Linked DNA regions of Salmo salar: region 1 is linked to region 2. Evidence: chromatin contacts called from public Hi-C data. All regions are on one chromosome and are shown on one strand. Each heading gives the region's core, a stretch centred on a gene start, on an enhancer-like site or on the middle of the called end of the contact. The rest is flanking DNA. Distances are from core to core; before and after follow the strand shown.

Region 1 (3,140 bases), core at 228-2,727, 180 kb before region 2:
TCACAACTCAAATTTGAAAAAAGTAGCATACAAGGAGTTTTACTATGATTTCGGCAGTGCATGCATTGCTGGGTGAACCAAGTCTTGGGCCCTGGGAAGTAATATTTTAAAGGCCTGCCTCTTGGCATCAGAGAGAATATTTAGCAGTTTTCAAGCTAATTTCCTGCAATTCTAACACATTGCTCTATTAGTCAGAGAGAAAATGTTGCAGTTTTAAAGCTTAAATTACAGGCCATTTATATAAAAAAATGCAAGAAGTATTGAGTTGAAACATTTATAATTGGTGAAGTACTGTGGATAACAATACTCCTGTGAGCCTCCTAGGCCCATGTTGCCCAGGGTTAAGTACATAAATTGTAGATGAATAGTATTACATTTTATTGTATTACAGACTAATCTTATTCCATGGATCCCTTGGCCAAAATTAGTTGAATCTGCTGTTGTTATTAAAATGTATTTAAAAAAATGTATGTAAAAAATATATATATTATGTATGATTTTTTTTATACATGATTTTTCTGGCCGCAGACCCTCTGAAGTACCTCGGACCGCACTTTGAGAACCCCTGCATTAGAGTTTTGGCCCTGGCCCAACTCTATTGTTTTCTGAGCCCATTCGACACCGATGGATGAAGAAGGATGCAGCCGAAATGCTAGGATATTGCCACTATTAACATTTTACCAATTAACAAACCGATCAAGCTGTTTTTGAATAATTATATATAATGTCGATACATGTTCTACAGTTTTTTCACACCACTTTCTTTTCGTTTTCCCTCTTGCCTTAGCGGAGTCGAGAAAAAAAGTAGTCCCGACATATTGTGCTGTCCATAAAAATAGTTTTGCCACAAGAAAAATAGATTGAACAGTTTGCTTGCTTTTTGATTGTGCTCAAACCATGACAGACATGACACTGCAGCACACAATGCTCTCTGTCTTTTAGACAGATTCAATTAATAAGGCTAACATACATAGGGACAAACAGGTTATAACTGTGATACTCTAACGTCTTTTTAAAGAAACTAGGCCTACTCTGGGTCAACATTTTCCATTTACTGTGGGCCAGAATTATGTCCAATTAGTTGCAACCACCTTAAAGTGATTTCTCTCTTTCCCACTCTCTCTCTCGGTCCATATGCATTCATGTCTCGGTCCATATGCATTCATAGGCTACTAATTTATTCATTATCCCACTTCTGACACCAGTGTAGCGAATTCAGAGGTCTCAAATATCCCCAGACTCCTCCACCAATACCTTTCATCACACTAATGCTCTGATTGACACAATTTACAAAATCTGTTTTCGATCTATTTGTACTAGTCTCACATGATTTTGCCTAATGATTGATTAAGATAGGCTAAATGTAATATGATGGGTCTTCTCAACTACTGTCATCTCCTACCACTCCGCGTGGTGTCTGTAGTGGGCTAGGCCGGGGATATCGTTTCACGGTTTTCAGCGGAAGGATACAACACCGAATGTCATTGTGGTGCTGAGGTTTTTGCGAAGCAAAAATGTCTGTCTGCCTAAGGTTAACTCGCAAGTGACATATAGGGGATATTTTGCTAACTATTACAACCTAAACCACTATTTTACAGTATTTGAGACGCGTGACAGGAAAACGAAGCTCCATACTACCACACCCGATCGCCCTAGTTGGAATTTTAAAGGGGAAAAGGTAAAATATTGTAGTGAGTTTGTCAAAAAAGGTTTCGGACTGGGTGAAAGAAGTTGGGATACAAGAGACTGGAGCTGGTATGGAGTAAAGGGTTGGCATTTGCTTTACTACTTTTACTTGAAAGGGCGTTTTACACAGCCTAAATCTGTAGCCTACAGCATATTGGTGGATTTTCTGTTTTTGTTTATCATGCAAATTCACTTTCTATTTAATAACACATCGAATTCGTGGCTCATCACTGACTATTGCAAAGCAACATATTGTATAGCCTATCACTAGTCCGTGATTTAAAAATATACAGTAGGCTAGTTAGTTTGTTACTTAGTCTGTTGCGGAAGATTGATACAAATGTAGCGTTTGGGGAGTCAGATAAACATTTGAAAAACGATGCTGCAGGTCTCAGTGTGTCACTGGTGTTACACGCAGCGCCAAGCATTTTCAATGTGCCTGTACCATTCCAAATAGATGGCATTTCCTTACCACGTATTGGTTACCTTTTCCTTTTCATTCTGTTCAGATTACATAATGTGCAATAACATTTTCTAAAAGGGAGCGTTCAACCGTGGATGACAAGGGGTCAATTACAATTACTTTAATCGGTTGTTGCAGTAGCCTACCTTTGATCAATTAACTCGCACAGCAATGTCAAGGGTCACTGTGCGGATTTATTTTCGGAACCGACGTGTTCTGGGAATATTCCTTGTCAACTTCAGTCGGGAAATCTAGAATGAGATTGCACTTTACTGAAGTTCGTTATTGAATGGATACTTTTTTTAAATCAAGGAATTAGGACAATAAAAAAACAATAATAATTGGACCTAAGCAAACAATCTGTTTCTTCTTTAGGTCTAAAAATTGGCAGGATGAATCCTCAACAGCGGATTACCGCAATCGGCACAGACAAGGAATTGAGTGACTTGCTGGATTTTAGCGCGGTAGGACAGTTATCTATCTATCTATCTATCTATCTATCTATCTATCTATCTATCTATCTATCTATCTATCTATCTATCTATCTATCTATCTATCTATCTATCTATCTATCTATCTATCTATCTATCTATCTATCTATCTATCTATCTATCTATCTATCTATCTATCTATCTATCTATCTATCTTTTTATAATGTTTTATTTTTTGTTATTTAGCCCACTTTATTCTGTATCAGTCAATGTCTCGCCAGTGAAGAAATTGATTATGAAACACAGGAAGTCTGAATAGCTTGTAACAGATGCCGGATTATCAAAGGCAAAATATTAATTTGTCTCAGCGTCACATTTTTCAGACCATTTCTTTTCTTCTGGTAGATGTTTTCTCCACCTGTAAATAGTGGGAAAAACCGACCAACCACCCTTGGAAGCAGCCAGTTCAGTGCACCAGGTAGGATTTTATCCCAGAAACCTATTTTAATATGTCCTCTGTTCTGTTCTGTTCTAGCCCTGGTCCTGTCTCTCCCCCTGTT
Region 2 (3,129 bases), core at 550-3,049:
CTCCTCAAGATCCTTTGGAACACTAACCAGTCCAACGCTGTCTACGTCTGGCCCTCTAAGCCCTGATCAGTCCAGTACAGAAGAGTCTGCCTCAGTTCCAATCACAGATAAAGCCTCAAGTCCAGAGACGGACATTTCAGCCCCATCCTGTTCTCGAGCAAGATCAAGCCCATCCAAAATCTACACACCTTTCATGAAACTTATGGAGATAACAGCAAAGATTAACATTGAGTAATCACATGAAGAAATACTTTTTATGAAAGCTATTCAGTATACTGTATAAGGGAATATGTTGCATATTGTGTAAATAGTCTACTGTTCTGTAAATAATACTTTAAAGTATTCAATTATGTTTGGTTTGGTTTACAGTGAATGTTCTTGTATGGTTTATGGAATTCTGAATTCACTATCATGTATAAAGGTTTATATTTATACTGTATCTTTTTCTAACATTTTTAGTTTGCTCTCTATAAATGAGATGCAATATTATTTTATTATTAGTCAAATTATGTACAAATATGTACAATTTAGATACGTTGTGCCTTTATTAACAGCTTAATCACTGATACTCCACAACGGTGATGATAATCGTTTGTTTTTTTATCTATTGGATAATATTTAACTATATCTGAAAAAACTGAAGAACTGTATTTCTACTGACTGCCATCCCTGAGCCACTAGTATAAGTAATTTGTCTACACTGCCAGGACTGTGTATATGAGAAGTTATGATAAGCATGATGTGCCTTTCTTGAATGATACACATCCAGTGCATACTAATGAAATCAGTGTATGTTTTATTATTATTATTATTTGACCCTGCTGGTCATCTATGAACATTTGAACATCATGACCATGTTCTGTTATAATCTCCACCCGGCACAGCCAGAAGAGGACTGGCCACCCCTCATAGCCTGGTTCCTCTCTAGGTTTCTTCCTAGGTTCTGGCCTTTCTAGGGAGCTTTTCCTAGCCACCGTGCTTCTACACCTGCATTGCTTGCTGTTTGGGGTTCTAGGCTGGGTTTCTGTACAGAACTTTGTGACATCAGCTGATGTGAGAAGGGCTTTATAAATACATTTGATTGGTTTGATTTTGAAAATGTGACATTGTGGTGTTTTTATAATCAGTCATGAAAATGGTCACAGTCCAGTGGCTGAAATTTTTCATTTTGTGAAGCTTTCAGGGAGGTTATGTGTAGCATCCAATTGTTTATATATATACACTAGATGACAATAGGGGACACTGTGTTGAAGCCACCATGACTCCATCTTGGCACTACGTTTAAAATAATATTTTTGGAACCTATAGAAATTCATTTATTAATGTTTACATTCGTTTTTGCCACAATTATTCTATTAGCGACACCGTAATGCATACTTTTAAATTATATTTTGTGAGCTAAACGTAAAACGTTCATCAATAATTTAATGTAGTTAGGCCGTGAATGGCCTCACACACCAGTACAGCAGGTGGCGGTGTATGCACCTAGAAGTTGGATGCGATCCGCCAACCAAATCTTAAAGCAGAAGAAGAAGAATATTGACGGTATCGTACTTCCGTACTACTTCCGGTGACAATGACAGCGCGCGAGCTACGTAGCTACCAAAATACAAGTTCTAGCTAACAGACAGCTGAATATGAAAGTATATTTTATTGAACAACAGAATCCCGTTAAGTGTAACGCTAATGGACTAACAAAGTAATGTTTTTATAGGGTAATTTGAGCTATTCGGTAAGCTTATTTGGCCTGGTTTTAGAGTAGTAGCTACTAGCTTGCTAACAATGTCCTCGTCATCGTGGGCAGCTCCATCAGAACGCCAGGGGCAAGTGGGGGATCTTAAAACCAAGAGCAAAGAAGAACTTGGTGAATTACTGTCACGCCAAGATAAATTATTATCTAACAAGTAAGTAACTCCATATCATTCATCTGACAGAAGTTAACTCAAATGGTTAGTCTCTACAACAACATTACATTCTTCTAGAAACTTCCAGCTGTTGTCTAGACAGTGGTGCCAGTTTTGGCGCTTGTGTGTATATTGCTATCCACCTGAATGTAGGCTAGCTAGCTGATGTTACTTGAACTAGGGAAATGCGTTTTACCCTGAACCTGACATTCCTTTGTTTTACTATCACTGCCAACTATATTTTCTTAAAGTTGAGCTGAAAGCAGCAGTAGTTAATTTTTCGTTATCTCTTGTTGACAGACTGATTTGATATGTTGTTATCAACAGGAGGTTCATACAGACCCTTCCAGACAAAGGGAAGAAGATCTCAGACTTTGCAGAGAGAATATGCCTTGCTCTTGCCCACAATGAAGAAGAGGAGAGGAAGCAGGATATGCTGTCATCTGTCAGGACAGAGCTGCAGTCTAAATACCAGCAGGCTTTGACACAAAGACAACGTGGTAGCCAGAATAAACCAGGAACTTCCCAACATAAGAGACAAGCTGGGGACACAGCTCCTGGAAATGTCCAAGAATTGGACGTCTCACCTCTGTCACCTAATGTTCAGGAGAGCAAAACAGTTGACACGCTGCAAGAAGACAGTGTGTCCAAAGTATCTGCTGCTGAAACCATGGAGATGGCCCAGGCTGGTGATGATGCAGGGGTCTCTCTTGACTCTGACAGGACAAAAGAGAGCGACCTAGCGGAGGCCTTGCAGAGGGTCACTCTGTCTGACCACTCAACTGGCTTGAGTGGATCCCTTAAAGACACATTCAACAGACCTGCTACTGGCAACCCCTTCCTTGGAAGGCAGCCACAGAAGAAACCACACTACATAGAAGTCCTGGAGAGGACTGAGAAGGACCCGGTTACGAGGAGACAGAAGTACAAGCCTAATCAGTAAGTCCACATTGTATGAAAGTATGAGAATACTGTATAGTTCAGTGATGCTGCCTTTAGTTATGGAGATGCACTAGTATTCTCACCTACTAACTCTTATATTAACTCTTCCTGTAATGTTTGCAGGTTTGCCCACAACACAGATGGCTCCCCGTCAGGGTCTCTGTCACCTAGCCAATCCCATGGAGGCTTATTACCATCACCGGTGCTCTCCGTTGAGGCCAGGAGGGAGCGAGACAGGAAGCACATTGATGACATCACTGCGGCCAGGCTCCCACTGCTCCAC

What was found. Hi-C and Micro-C count contacts between places; a contact is called where the count stands out from the background.
Region 1: a contact with region 2 is called in a Hi-C map of gill, with 2.9 times the contacts expected there. The contact joins the promoter of LOC106587346 here to the enhancer-like site in region 2. A contact is called at or near these places in 2 of 3 Hi-C or Micro-C datasets (gill and muscle).

The regions. Positions count from the first base shown.
Region 1 is chrssa26:21,077,390-21,080,529 of Ssal_v3.1, reverse strand. It overlaps LOC106587346 (transcription factor 12), which reads left to right and starts at 1,477. Exons shown (of 21, transcript XM_045709114.1): 1 at 1,477-1,769; 2 at 2,525-2,613; 3 at 2,986-3,058. The coding sequence starts at 2,542.
Region 2 is chrssa26:20,898,936-20,902,064 of Ssal_v3.1, reverse strand. LOC106587321 (nuclear mitotic apparatus protein 1) reads left to right here. Exons shown (of 18, transcript XM_045709120.1): 14 at 1-231; 15 at 1,719-1,904; 16 at 2,232-2,843; 17 at 2,970-3,129. Among protein-coding and RNA genes, the nearest start is that of LOC106587321, 25 kb to the left of the region's middle. Within about 2 kb of position 1,799, at least 9 of the 13 cell types and tissues checked have an H3K27ac peak or open chromatin away from gene starts, as enhancers often do. A contact at or near this core is called in gill and muscle, where this site is marked.